Linked DNA regions of Mus musculus: region 1 is linked to region 2. Evidence: chromatin contacts called from public promoter capture Hi-C data. All regions are on one chromosome and are shown on one strand. Each heading gives the region's core, a stretch centred on a gene start, on an enhancer-like site or on the middle of the called end of the contact. The rest is flanking DNA. Distances are from core to core; before and after follow the strand shown.

Evidence for each region. Promoter capture Hi-C pulls out the DNA fragments that hold promoters and counts their contacts.
Region 1: a promoter capture Hi-C map of embryonic stem cells shows a contact between it and region 2, with 3 times the contacts expected there. The contact joins the promoter of 1700052I22Rik here to the promoter of Ccdc177 in region 2. A contact is called at or near these places in 16 of 39 promoter capture datasets (the C10 cell line, the HPC-7 cell line, Sertoli cells and 11 more), 2 of 15 datasets of contacts at CTCF or cohesin (embryonic stem cells and large pre-B cells), 2 of 484 Hi-C or Micro-C datasets (bone marrow-derived macrophages and cortical neurons), 20 of 115 datasets of contacts at active chromatin or transcription factors (SST interneurons, acute myeloid leukemia, bone marrow-derived macrophages and 9 more) and 5 of 9 other capture datasets (adipose tissue, embryonic stem cells, liver and 2 more).

What each region holds. Positions count from the first base shown.
Region 1 is chr12:80,923,136-80,930,249 of GRCm38.p6, reverse strand. 1700052I22Rik (RIKEN cDNA 1700052I22 gene) reads left to right here and starts at 5,803. Exons shown (of 2, transcript NR_033786.1): 1 at 5,803-6,022; 2 at 6,662-6,818.
Region 2 is chr12:80,759,422-80,766,607 of GRCm38.p6, reverse strand. Ccdc177 (coiled-coil domain containing 177) reads left to right here and starts at 5,893. Exons shown (of 2, transcript NM_001008423.2): 1 at 5,893-6,211; 2 at 7,082-7,186. The coding sequence starts at 7,110.

The sequences.
Region 1 (7,114 bases), core at 4,554-7,053, 160 kb before region 2:
CCAGATTCTGTCCATTTGATTTCACTGATTTACCTCATCTGATCTTCTCAGGTGTTCTAAGGTGATGAAAGGACAACATAAACTCCACTTACCTCCATTGAAGAACTAGGCCTGATTTTTTTTTTAAAAAAAGGCCATAAGGCACTAGCTCCAGGAACCAAACCTGGATCTGTTGGAAGAGGAACCCGTGCTCTTACCTCCTGAGCCATCTCTCCAGTCCTATATCTGTAATTCTTTATATTAATGACTTAAAGTTCTAGATGTTAACCTAAAATGTGAGAAAAGGTATATATATATATATATATATATATATATATATATATATATATATATATTTTTTTTTTTTTAAGTCTTTCTTCAACTTTTTCTTAAAGAACAGGTAAACAGAAAGAATAAGGCCACCTGCCTGGGCCACTGAGTTAAACTCAGTTACAGGAGAAGAGGAGTGACTGTAATGAGAGTCCCCAGGGAGAGTGGGGGGGGGGCTGTCCTCACACCAATCCTGACCCTGCTTCCTAGTGACACGCTCTAAGCACATGGCCCAAAGGGACAATTTAGTTTTGTCCCTGGGCACGTCTTTTCTGCCAAGATTATAATAAGCCTAAGCAAACACCTTTTTTTTTTTCTTTTCTGAAACAGTTTCATGTATCCCAAGCTAATCTCAGACTCACTGCATCAAGGGACTTTCAACCCCTGATTCTTCTGCCTCTCTATCCCAAGTGCTTACAAGAGTGTAGACAGCATCATGCCCAACTGAGATCACCTTCTAAGTCAATGCTTCTGAAACTCAGAGAAGCAGTCGTTTCAGTCCAGTGGGGAAGTCAACAGTGCAATATCTGGGCCTTCCTTAGCCCATGCCTACAGATTCAAACTGTCCCAAATCCCAACCAGAGTAGAACTCATGGTCTGAATGGGATCTTTGTCTTCCTAGTGGAGGACTTGAACAGTTTTCTGCTAGGCTGGTTTTGTTGTTTTGTTTTGAAACAGAATCTCACTATGTAGCCCAGGTTACCTTTGAACTTGTGATACTTCTATCTCTGGCATTACAGGTACACAACAGTATGGCTAGATTTTAACATATGGCATTGAACAAGCTATAGAAGCCTTTATGGGGAAGCTCCCCTTGCTAGCTGTGATCCTGGGCGAAGCCCAAGGACCTTTAACCAGTCCTGGGAGGCGTCTAGTAATCATTAACTAGACATCCCTCAGATGCTTATTAAAAAGTGTCCCTAGTCTAACGGTGATTATCTAACCCAGCACTGCCTGGTAGAAATAAGAACACAAGACACAGATATAAGATTTCCTAATAATTCTATTCTTAAAAGGTAAAATTTAAACAGGTGGAATTCCATTTAAAATATATTGTAATTGTTGAAGTCTGTTTCTCTAAATTGGTTCCCTGGCATTACTTCTTAGAAATAACTACAGCCATTTTGCTTCAGGTCTGCCTACCCAGCAGAGCTGTAGCCATTTTGTCCATGCCCCCAGCTATTTCATACTATTGATGTAATATGGCTCTCAGTCGATAACACTGAAAGATAACTTGACTCAGAACAGGGTCATGGTGACCACATACCCTATTATGTTCTGAGGTTTGTTAATCTTGAAATTTGACAACATTTCCTGCCCCTGTGTATGGGATCACTGTGAATGTTAGCCTGTATAAGCTGGCCCTGAGAAACGTTCAGGGTTGTAGCCTTAGCTCTTAAGTCTGAGCTACACATTGATTGATCTTTGGGTGTGCCTTCAAAAACCCATCCCTGTCTGATTGAGATCGGTGTTCATGTGGTTTGTGGGGCTATTCCTGGACCCTAACATAATTAAATAAATATATCCAAAATAGTATCACTTCAACATATAAACAGTTCTGTTAGGGTTTAAGGGCAGACTGTGGCCGGACGGTGGTGGCACACGCCTTTAATCCCAGCACTTGGGAGGCAGAGGCAGGTGGATTTCTGAGTTCGAGGCTAGCCTGGTCTACAAAGTGAGTTCCAGGACAACCAAGGCTATACAGAGAAACCCTGTCTCAATGACCCCTCCAAAAAAAAAAGGGCAGACTGCAGAGAACCTTGGTGGGTTACATTTCAGCATACCTTGGCTCAGTCCTACCAAGGTACTCCAACCTTTGCAGCTAAATTCTAACAGGTATGAAATCACTAATGTGCTATTTTACACTTTTGCCTATTCAGTCTTCACCATCCAATATACCTTATACTTTCTCCTTCAAAATGTATCTTCCCATGGGGCTGGAGAAATGACTTGGCAGTTATAAGCACTCTCTAGCCTCAGAATCTTCATCTTAAACATGAGTAAAGTAGCATGCATAATACATCACAGAGTCCAGATGTACCCCATTTAGGTGCATGAAGTCTACTGGAGACAGAACCCTTTCTGTAGGACTCTCAAATTAAATCTGTTTTTCTCCTCTTGAAGAAGGAAGAAGAGGAGAAGGAAGAGGAGGAAAAGGAGGAGAATAAACCGCCACCAGGTGGGCATAGTGGTACATGCCTTTAATTCCAACAGAAACAGGATTCCTGAGTTCTGGGTCAGCCTAGTCTACAGAGCAAGTTCCAGGACAGCCAGCCAGGGCTGCAAAACAATCAATCAAACAAACAGATAAAAACCAACAACAAAACACCCACAACCAACAACAACAAACTGCAAAAAGAAAAAGAGAGAGACAGAGAGAGAGAGAGAGACAGAGAGACAGAGAGAGAGAAAGAGAGAGAGAGAGAGAGAGGGAGGGAGGGAGGGAGGGAGGGAGGGAGGGAGGGAGGGAGGAAGGAAGGAAGGAAGGAAGGAAGGAAGGAAGGAAGGAAGGAAGGAAGGAAGGAAGGAAGGAAGAAGCCAATTGGGGCATCCTCCTGTGGTTTTAACTCCTGTTGTGAGACACTAAGAAGCAAGACCTGAGCTTTTGAGATGCCACCAAGCTTGATGCCCAGAATTCAGATACCTAGACTCACATAGTGGAAAGAGAAAGCAAGTTTCTACAAGTTGTCCTCTGACCTCTACATGTACACACCCGGTACATTTGAGCCCATACACATAGATAAATAAAATTATAATTTTTTAAAAAGAGGTGAGAGCTGAGAACACACAGACAGGAAAATCTATGTGAGTTTGAGGCCAGTCTGCTCTACATAGAGAATTCCAGACTATCCAGGGTAAGACCTTGTCTAAAAAAAGATGAGACATTGAAGTTCTCTAAAATGGATTCATTACATTCCTTTAGAACCAGAACTCAACTCGGGAGGCAGAGGCAGGTGGATCTCTGAATTTGAGGCCAGCCTGGTCCACAGAGTGAGTTCCAGGACAGCCAGGGCTATACAGAGAAACCCTGCCTCAAAAACAAACAAACAAACAAACAAACAAACAAACAACAAAAATAGAGCAAGAACTGTTGAAGCACTTGATGCCCTAGTGGGTTATCTCAAAGATGAGACAATCATAAAACCGCTTTGGCTAGGCCTCTGGAACACTGCCTATCTCTTGCCACGTCATGCTCTGTGCTACCGCAGGACTTTCCACCAAGAAAGAATATTATCAGACAGAGCCCTTTGACCCAGGGCCTGAACCATGAACCTAGTGAATCTCTTGTCTTTGTAAGTTGCCTAGCTTTTGTTGTTGCTATTAGCAACAGAAAATGGACAAGGACCTGTGCTTACAGTCCCGTGAAATTAGTGTTTTTTTTTTTTTTTTGGTTTTGTTTTGTTTTTTTTGTTTTTTTTTTTGGTTTTTCGAGACAGGGTTTCTCTGTATAGTCCTGGCTGTCCTGGAACTCACTTTGTAGACCAGGCTGGCCTCGAACTCAGAAATCCGCCTGCCTTTGCCTCCCTCGTGCTGGGATTAAAGGCGTGCGCCACCACGCCCGGCTTGAAATTAGTGTTATTAACCTGGTGGGAAGGAAATAAGTACACATGGTAAAGGAGGCAGAGCCCATCGTGGGGGATTTACAAGATTAGGGATTCAGGAGACTGGGTCAGGCTGGAACTCCAGGGAGCAAGGACACCTCTTAATGAAGTGTCATTAGGGACAAGGACAGTGTTGTAGTTACGTTTTTTCCAGGAAACCTTACTTAGTTCAGGAGACAGGGGCACGGTGTGCGGCTGGCTGGAAAGGATTACTTTCAAGGGCAAGAGGTTATAAGGCCTTGGCTGCAGTCCAGTTGGAGAACCCAACTATTATGGTCACAGTTCACCATGCCTGAATAGCTCTCCAAACTCCGTGCAAAATGGAGTACTCCCATTCTCAGTAGGGCTTCCCTTTATTTGCCTAATTTTACTTGGAAAGCGTCTCTGAGCACAGGCGCCTGGCCTTATTTGGGCCAAGACTCTGCACAGAGCCTCCTGCAAGCGGGGCCTGATTCTGCACTTAAGTCCTGCTCAGCCCTTCCCTTCTTCTGAAGAACCCTGCTTGGTGCTTCCACTCCCTTAGCCCTGTGTGCTGGTATCCAACAACCCCCCGAGGAAAGGGAGACCCACACAGTCCCTTAAGAACGCTGTTCTAGGTTCTGTTAGAAAGGGCAAGTCTGGGGCTGGAGAGATGGCTCAGTGGTTAAGAGCACTGACTGCTCTTCCAGAGGTCCTGAGTTCAATTCCCAGGAACCACATGGTGGCTCACAACCATCTGTAATAGAATCTGACGCCCTCTTCTGGTGTGTCTGAAGACAGCTACAATGTGCTCATATAAATAAATAAATAAATAAATAGATAAAAACAAAACTTTAAAAAAAAAAAAAAAGAAAGGGTAAGTCTGGAGGTAAAGATGATTGAATCGGCCGGGCGTGGTGGCGCACGCCTTTAATCCCAGCACTTGGGAGGCAGAGGCAGGTGGATTTCTGACTTTGAGGCCAGCCTGGTCTACAAAGTGAGTTCAAGGACAGCCAGGGCTACACAGAGAAACCTGTCTCTCGAAAAAAAAAAAGATGATTGAATCGATACAAGCATTTGCCACCAAACATGACCTGGATTCCATTCCTGGAGCCCATGTGATTGATAGGAGAAAAGTGGCTGGAGAGACGCTAAGCCATCTCTTCAGCCATCCCCTTACCAAAAGGATGGATCTTATTTTAGTCAAATAACAATTGGATCACACAGCATTCAAGAACAGTTAAATAATAAGTTAATCAGATATTAAAGCTGAGCAAGGGTGTCAAACACCTTTAATCTCAGCACTTGGGAGGCTCAGACAGGTTGATCTCTGTGAATTCGAGGCCAATCTGCCTACAGAGTGAGTTCCAGGACAGCCAGTGCTATACAGAATAAGCCTGTCTCAACCCTACCTCCCCTCCAAAAGGAAAGATTGGTCTTTAAACATTAATAACCAATGATGTCACTCTTGACTGTGACCTTTCTAGTATAAAACCACAGTCAGGGACTAGAGAGATGGCTTAGCAGGTAAAAGCATTTCCTTCTCTTTCAGAGGAACAGAGTTCAAGTCCCAGGATTCATGCTGGAAGTCACAACCAGGAGTAACTTCAGCTCCAGGGGACCCAACATCCTTCTGACCTCCTCAGAAACCTGCACACATCTGACGGACTCTCTCTCTCTCTCTCTCTCTCTCTCTCTCTCTCTCTCTGTGTGTGTGTGCGTGTCTGTCTGTCTGTCTCTCTCTCTCTCTCTGTCTGTCTCTCTCTCTCTCCCCTTCCACACAGAGTAAATAAAAATAACACTACTTTAAAAATAAAAACCATATGCATGCTCAGTGGCCACCAATCTATTCAGGCCAGCTTCCGGAACTTTGAGCTGTGTGAAGGAACCACTGTGAACTCTTTGTATTGTTGTCGTCAGCCTCTGTAGAGCTGTGGGGGAATCTCAGCAAGGGTTGGAGAACCAGTTCCACCTTGGCACAGTGCCAAAAGGAAGGCTTTGAGCAAGTCACCAGCACTAGGACCTTCTCATGAGCTTGCAGAGGAGCTGAGCTCTTGGCTAATGGGGGAAGGTCAATCTTGTGAACAGCAGGCTGTGCTGAGTATCAAATCACAAAAATCAGACCACTTGACTCCTAATATGAACAACGGATGGTAGGTCAGGGGCCTGGAGTCATGAACCCAATGACTGGCCCCTGTATTATCTTTAGATTAATATTACTTCTCCAGGCTCCTGGTGAGCATTTCTTCCCTTTTGTTTCCTGGGTTGCAGTCACTTAAAAGCGGGACCGTTTTCTAGGCCACATTGGGTCACTTAAATGAAAGCACTGTGGAGCCTTCTTGATCTAACCGTTTTTATTGTCGGGTTGTCTCTCCTGGTCTCTTCATTGTTTTCCATGGCCAAGCTGTTTAAGCTGCAAGGAGCCAAGCAAATTCTATGTCAAATACTGGACCGTGGCCATTTGCCTCCCCCCACCCCCCTGCCACTTACGCGTACCTCATCCATAAAGCCCCACCCCCACCAGGTTCTGCCTTGGGAGTCCAGGACATGGGGACACCTGCAGCCCCACCCTCCTTTACACCTGAGGAAACAAAGTAGATTTCAATGTCCTCCCTAGACCTGTCTGGCAAGACAAGATTTTTGTCAGGTCCTGCCAGCTCAGGGACTTTCTGATTAGAGAGTTGCCAAGGTGCTTTTCTTGCTTCAAAGGCAATGCAGTGATCCCGAGATTCCCACAACAAACACATAGCTGTTGTGAGCGTTTACTTTGTTTCCATTTATCTGTTACATAGGGACTTCTCAGAGGAAAAGGTGAAGTCAAACAGATCAGCAAGACAGATCCAAACTACCAGACGCTGACATCACCTCTAATGTTCTGCAGTTTTCTCAGACCCCTCTTCTACCTAATACTCACTTATCAAAGTCAACATTAAAACCACCTGATGACAATATTGTGACCCCCATCTCAGTCATTTTTATCGTGATACCTTAAAGGGACCAGCACATTTCTGAATCCAGATGGCTAGTGTTATTGAAGCCTTGCTTACTTTTTTTTTTTTTTTTTTTTTTTTTTGTCTGTAGCGTTTAAACGCCGGAATCACGACACTGAGGCTTAGCTTGGTGGTTCCACCTGTAGTCCTGGCACTCAAAGATCTGAGAGGGATGAGGCAGTATCAAGGCTATTCTGGACTATGGGAGTGAAACCCTGTCTTTGTTAGGTCTCAAAGAAACCCGGGAGAAGGCTC
Region 2 (7,186 bases), core at 4,644-7,143:
CAAACCCAGGCATCATTAAAGGACTGTTCTGGGGCGTCAGCTGAAGGGCAGTGCCACAGGAAGTCCCAGGCTTCTGTATCGCAAACCGGGTAGCTAGAATAGGAAAGAGCCAGGAAGAACCAGGGGAGGTCCCTCTGCCCACCTCCCCGCCCCCGTCCCTAACCCCAGCACCTCCCTCTCCTGGTGAACCTCCACGCGAGGCTCATTGTCTAGTGGGAAGTACTTAGTCTGTTTCGCCAGGACAGGTACTGCAAGGTGGATTTGGAGAGGTCAGCTGATGAGTGACACAAGCTGTTCTCAGCCATTAGAACAGGGGCTGGGAAGCAGTTCCACGGGAGCCTGATACTAAGCAGTTAAAGCTTTGAGTCACGTTGTCTCTGTCAAAACTATTGATGTTGGCCACTGTTGTACAAAAGCAGAGCAGACAATATGTGAGCAACTGAGCGTGGCGGTGCTCCAGTGAAACCTGATTTCCCAAAACTGGAGTAGGCAAGGGATCAGCCAGTTCCTGATGTGGGACCTCCAAGTGCAGAAAAATACAAGACTAAAACCTATTCTCGGGCTGGAGCGATGGCTCAGTGGTTAAGAGCACTGACTGATCTTCCAGAGGTCCTGAGTTCAAATCCCAGCAACCACACGGTGGCTCACAACCATTCGTAATGGGATCTGATGCCCTCTTCTGGTGGGTGGGTCTGAAGGGAGCGACCTGGTACTTATGTGTATTAAGTAAATAAATCTTAACAACAACAACAACAACAACCTCTTCTCTGCAAAGAGGGGTGGATTTCAAGGGTGTACAGAGCAGAGCAGAAGAGGGAGGCTCCAAAAAGAAGAACTTAGGGGTTTTGTTGGTTGCTTGCTTTTAAGATAGGATCTTACAGCTTCGGATCCTTAAGCCTCCTGCCTCAACCTCCTGAGTTTTGGGATTATGGCAGCAAAAGAAATTCAAATACATTTAAATAAAGATAATAATGTTCACACTGCATGGTGGCTTGCTTATTTATTTATTTATTTATTTATTTATTTATTTATTTATTTATTTATTGCTTTAGTCTAAATTAATGAGCTACTGCATTAAAAGGCTTAAGAACCCAATAAATTATCTTTAAGGACTGGCATATGGCAAAATAAATCTGTATTTCATAAGATAAAACCCAGAGAAGTTTAAAAAAATAATAAAACCTTGTCAGAGACCTAGAGGGACGGCTGGGGTTCAGGAGCCCTTTCTGCTTTTCCTGAGAACTCCCCACCCATGTGCACAGGGTGGGGTGGGGACCACAACTGTCTGTAACTTCAGCTTCAGGGGGTCTAATGCTCTCCTCTGACCTCTGTAGGTACACACCATGCACTCACACACCGTATGTTCACACACATAACATAAATAAAAAAAAATTTTTTAAAAAAAAGATTTATTTATTATATGTAAGTACACTGTAGCTGTCTTCAGACACACCAGAAGAGGGCATCAGATCTCATTACGGATGGTTGTGAGCCACCATGTGGTTGCTGGGATTTGAACTCAGGACCTTTGTAAGAGCAGTCAGTGCTCTTAACCACTGAGCCATCTCTACACACACACACCCTTTTTAATAAAAAGGATTTTTAAAAAATTGTCTAAAATAATATAGTCTTACCACGGTGGAAAGGTGGGTGTTGCTTTCTCTGTGTGTCACAATGAAATTGGATGTGACATTCTGATCTTTGGGAAGTGGGGAATCTCCTTGTGATAGACTTTAGCCTTTCACCTCTGTGTAATTCCAGCACTTGGAAGGTAGAGTCAGGAGGATGAGGAGTTCTAGGGTAATTCTCAGCAAGTTCATGGCTAATTTGGGAGATACATACATACATACATACATACATACATGTGTGTGCAAGTTCATGGCTAATTTGGGAGATACATACATACATACATACATACATACATGTGTGTGTGTGTGTGTGTGCGCGTGTGTGTGTCCATATCTAAATGGTTTATCAAAATAAAATAAATGACATTCACCACTGCTCACTGAAAATATTTGCTTTTATACTTTGCATATAGTCTTTCTGGTTCTGTGAGATAATTTAAGGGACTTCTCTGTAGAGGAAAACCCGGGTATGGATTGGTTAATTTGCCCGCTCCACTCATCACTTCCTGGATCCACATCTCTGAGATACAGAGATTAAAGTGAAAGTACAAATCATGGTGTTCGGGATTAGACAGAGCCTGGTCCAAATCCCAGCCCTACCTCTTCCTAGCCATGTGACCATCTGTTTCTCTATTTTCTGCTGCACATCCCACAAAGCCTTTGGTGGACTTTGGTTTACGGATGTTTGTTGAGCAAACATCCTTGAACACTAGAGACAGTGGCTCCCTCCAAGTCAGAGGGAGGATTTCTCTGCCAGTCAGGATAACTAAAACAATGCCTCCCTTGGGACACAAGAGAACCAGGTTCACTCTTAGCTCTCCTGTTAGTAACTCTTCACCCTGCTATGGCCAAATATCTGATACAAGCCACTGAAGGGAAAATGTTTATTTTGATTCCTGGTTTAAAAGGGGTATGGTTCATCGTGATGGATGGCATGGTGACTGGTCATATTGTGTCCATAGTAAGGAAGCAGAGAATAGAAACAAAGGGTGTTGGTGCTTAGCCCATATTCCCTTTTCCTCTTTCTTTTTGAGACAGCAGGGCCTTTGTAATTCAGCATAGGCTTGCCTCCAAGTCAATATGCAGCTAAGGCTAATCTTGAATTTTCTGATTTTTTTGCTTCTGCGTCTTGAGTGCTGGGGTTACAGGTATGCACTGCCATGCAGGGCTTTATATGGTGATGAAAATCAAGCCCACAGCTTTGTAGATGCCAGGTAAATATTTTAACAATGGAGCCACACCCCTGCCACTCATTCCCTTCTTTCATTCAGTCCAGGACCCCAGACCATGGGATGATGCTCTCATATGCAGACTGGGCCTTCCCTCCCCAGCTAAACCTAGAAATGACTTTACAGATACACCTAGAGGTAGATCTCTAGGTGATTCTAAATCCAATCAAGTTGGTGATGTAAATTAAGCTCCCTTTAAAAGTGCCTCACCTGGGGCTGGTGAGACGGCTCAGGGGTTAAGTGCACTGACTGCTCTTCCGGAGGTCATGAGTTCATAAACATCCGTAATGAGAAACAAAAAACAAAAAAACTATGGACCAGAGTGAGTGGGGCTGGAACAAGAGGGAGAAGGGAGGTGGGGGGAGGGGGGGAAGTGTCTCACCTGTAACATAAGCCCATTTAATGTGTACTGTCCACCTGGTCCCACTGTGATCAAAAAGACAAACCCCATGTTCTTTCTTTCTGTAGATGAGAAACAGGTCCTCTATCAGCATCTATGCACCACAGGGGCTAACTTGCTAGCTTGTGAGGTTCAAGCCTTACAACTCCTAACATCATTGCCTAAGAGTTGCATCAATACCTCCTACTTCCTCGATCACCATTGCACTTTGGCATCTGCTCCCCGTACAACGTGGTGGGATGTTTGCCAGTGTCACTCAGTCTGATGACTGTTACTTTGGATATTTGATTCCAGAAGAAACCCATTTGGACTTCTGTAGCCTTTAGTACTTGAATCACGTTCTTCTGAGCGCTCTCCTCACATAGCAAGCACACTCTCCTTCCGTTCCTTATTGGTCTCATCCATGGGTCTGCTTTTTCTTTGAAATCCTATCACTGATATCCTGTTATCAACCCATCTTTCCTATCTTCGTGGTCTCACACATATTATTCATTCTAAGACCTGTCTTAGTTGGGGTTTCCATTGCTGTGATGGAATACCATGACTAAAAGCAATTTGGGGTGGAAAGATTTTATTTCTGCTTACAGTCATATTTTTATCATCAAAGGAAGTCAGGGGCTGGAGAGATGGCTCAGTGGTTAAGAGCACTGACTGCTTTTCCGAAGGTCCTGAGTTCAAATTCCAGCAACCACGTGGTGGCTCACAACCATCCATAATGAGATCTGACGCCCTCTTCTGGTGCATCTGAAATCTGAAGACAGCTACAGTGTACTTATAATAATAAATAAATTTTTTTTTTTTTTTGGTTTTTCGAGACAGGGTTTCTCTGTATAGCCCTGGCTGTCCTGGAACTCACTTTGTAGACCAGGCTGGCCTCGAACTCAGAAATCTGCCTGCCTCTACCTCCCCAGTGCTGGGATTAAAGGCGTGCGCTACCACACCTGGCTAATAAATAAATCTTGAAAGAAAGAAAGGAAGAAAGAAAGAAAGGAAGAAAGAGAGAGAGAGAAAGCGGAAGTCAGGGCAGGAACTCAAGGTAAGAAGACGAGAGGCTGCTGCTTACTGGCTTGCTCCTGAACGCTTACTCAGCCTGCTTTCTTACACACTCCAGAATCACCAGAGGTGAAACCACCCACAATGGGCAGGCACCCCCTCATCAATCGCTAATTAAGAAAATGCAAGTCTTGCCTTCAGAGTAGTCTGGGGGTGCATTTTCTCAGTTGAGGTCACCTCTTCTTAAATGACTCTAGCATGTGTCAAGTGGACAGAAAACTAGCCATCACAGGGACCTTACATAGATGGTGACATCCTCGATCTAGTTCCAGTCCAGACCTCTAGTATGACTTAACCAGCCACCTGTTGGATGGTCCTACTCTAATGACGGAGAGGGGCAACTGCCCATAACTGGCATTCCATACCAGCTAATCTTCCCTCCTGGATCCACGCTTTCCGTGTCTGTCTGTCTGTCTGTCTGTCTGTCTGTCTGTCTCAGCATCCCACTGCTCCAGGCAGCCATCCTTGATCCCTCACTTCACACACTAGAGCCAAGCTTTGAGTGTGGTTCCTTCCACTGTATTTACAAACCCCCACCTTCCTCCTTTCCTACCACCGCTCCCTTTCTGGTTCCAACATTCCCTGTGCTGGGTACCTGCAGTGCCTCCCCAACTGCTTCCTTAGTCTCTTGGGCCTTGCCCTGTTGTTGCTAGAGTTATGTTCCTAAAAAGTCTATCTGCGGCATTATTTCCTTGTTCAAAACCTTCCCTTTCCAAAACAAAACAAAACAAAACAAAACAAAACAAAACAAAAACTTTACTTTCCCCTCATGGTTTCCTTTGTTTGCTTGTTTAGTTTCTCTGTGTAGCCCTGGCTGTCCTGGAACTCTGTAGCTCAGGCTGGTCTTGAACTCACAGAGCTCCACCTGCCTCTGCCTCCTGAGTGCTGGGATCAAAGGCGGGCATCACCACCAACCAGCCCTTCGGATTCTTTAGCATCATAGTTCACCACACTCTCTAATGCTACACCTCCCCCCCCCCCCCATTCCTTGGAGGATTCTAATCTGGGATGTCTTTGGCCACTACCACTCACGATGGAAGGGTAGGATGAGGTGTCATCAAAAAGCACTCATTACATGGCATCGATCAGGATCAGTCTCATCGTATGAAACTAGCGACTCGGAAGCAGCATCCGCTGGTCACTTGTGTTCTGCCGCCTGAACCCGTGTGTTTTTGTCGACTGTTTTTAGTTATTTAGGTGAGCAAACAAGGTAATGGCAATTTCATAATGTGGCATCATTCTTTGTTCTCATTCGTTCTCCCATCTTAGCTTTCCTTAAATAAATAAAAATCACTATTTGGACCAGGTGCCCTCTTTCTACCCAATTACTTGCTGACTTGTTGGTCTGCTTAAGATCCCTTTGAGAAATATACTGATTCCTTCATTGTACCCGCCTAAGGTGCCCAAAGACTAGATTTCTGGTGATAACTGCTATGTCCACATCTCTCTGTATTACGTATGTATGCATGCATTCATTTATATGCATACATGTGTAGTTACTGTATTTTTAATTGCTTTGTCGTCCTCTAAGCAAAGAAATGAATACCCTTAAGTGGCCACCAGGAGGCGCCAGGAGCAGCGAGAGACCTGCGGTACCTTGGCGGTAGAGGTGGAGATGGATGCAGAGGCGAGGGAAGAACCCAGCTTCCTTTTTTAAGAATCAGTTGTGAGCAAGGGAGCAGAGCTACGTTATTTTAGGGAGACTTTGTCGCACTCCCCCTCCCCCGGGTAGGTAGCGTCTGGGATGTGTGCTCCCAGTTCGTAGTCTCCCATGGAGAGACGCTGGCTGCTGCAGCCGGCAGTAACCCGACCCCGCCGGCGCAGGGACTGAAGAGGCGCCGGGGAGAGCAGCGAGAGGCGAACAAAAGCCCTCGGCAAGGGGGCCGGAGCCCGGACCTGGGGTAAGTGAACCCGCTCGGAGACCTAGCAGCTCCCAGAATGGAGCGGCAGGGTTTACGGCGCTCTAAGAGCCCACTCCCCTGAGATGCGGTGCGGAAACTGGTGAGCATCAGCGGCTGATGTCTGAGTCCACCATACTGGGGTTGATGGTACCTTTAACTACACATTCGGCCTTGGAGATCGGGTGCATCTGGGAGGATTCAGGTGCCTTGTGCATCTTGAGCAAACACCGGGTGGGGGCTGGAGGAAGAGGAAGGCAGAGAGCTCCCAGCAAGCCCCGCTGGAGAGGCTGGAGAAAGAATCCATCACTCCACTCGGAGAAGCCTTTGGAGACTCTTTTCAGCCCTTCCATCTCCCGGGGGCCCTGCGCTCCGGGTCCTTTTGGTAGAGAGAAATCAACCATAAACTTCTTCCTAGGCAACTGGGGCCCTCGCAGCAATGCACTTTGGCATGCACAGGCCCCTTCCCCTTTTGTGTTCTTGCAAAGCTGCATCCCAGCAGCCCGCCTAAGCTACAAACAAATAGCTAATCCTCCGGGGAATCCTCCAGCGCCTCCCTCGCTGGCTGCAGCCTTCCTTGCACTTCAATCTTTGCAGGAAGGGGATGCAGCTAGTGGGCCTCACGCCAATGTGGTCTCCTGAAAGGCCCTGCATTCTAGGTCTGAGGGAGACTGAGGCTGCTGTCTAAGGCCCAGCGTCCCCCCACCGCAACTGCCCAGCCTGAGTTTTTGGGGCATCAGTTTTAGGATTTACGTTCCATCAGGCCCCTGAGCCTAATCTGAAATCGGATTAAGTTGGGAGGGGTAAATATGGCTGAGGAGGGAGGAACAGCTCACAGATCCTCTATGTCCCCCCGCCCCTCTGTCATCTCAGGGACTCCAACAAAGAACGAGGTTCAGCTATGGTGGACCCGGTGCCAGAAGAGGAGAAAGAGGGAGCGGAGCCCGGTGGCTCTGAAGGGGATGAGGCCACAGCGTC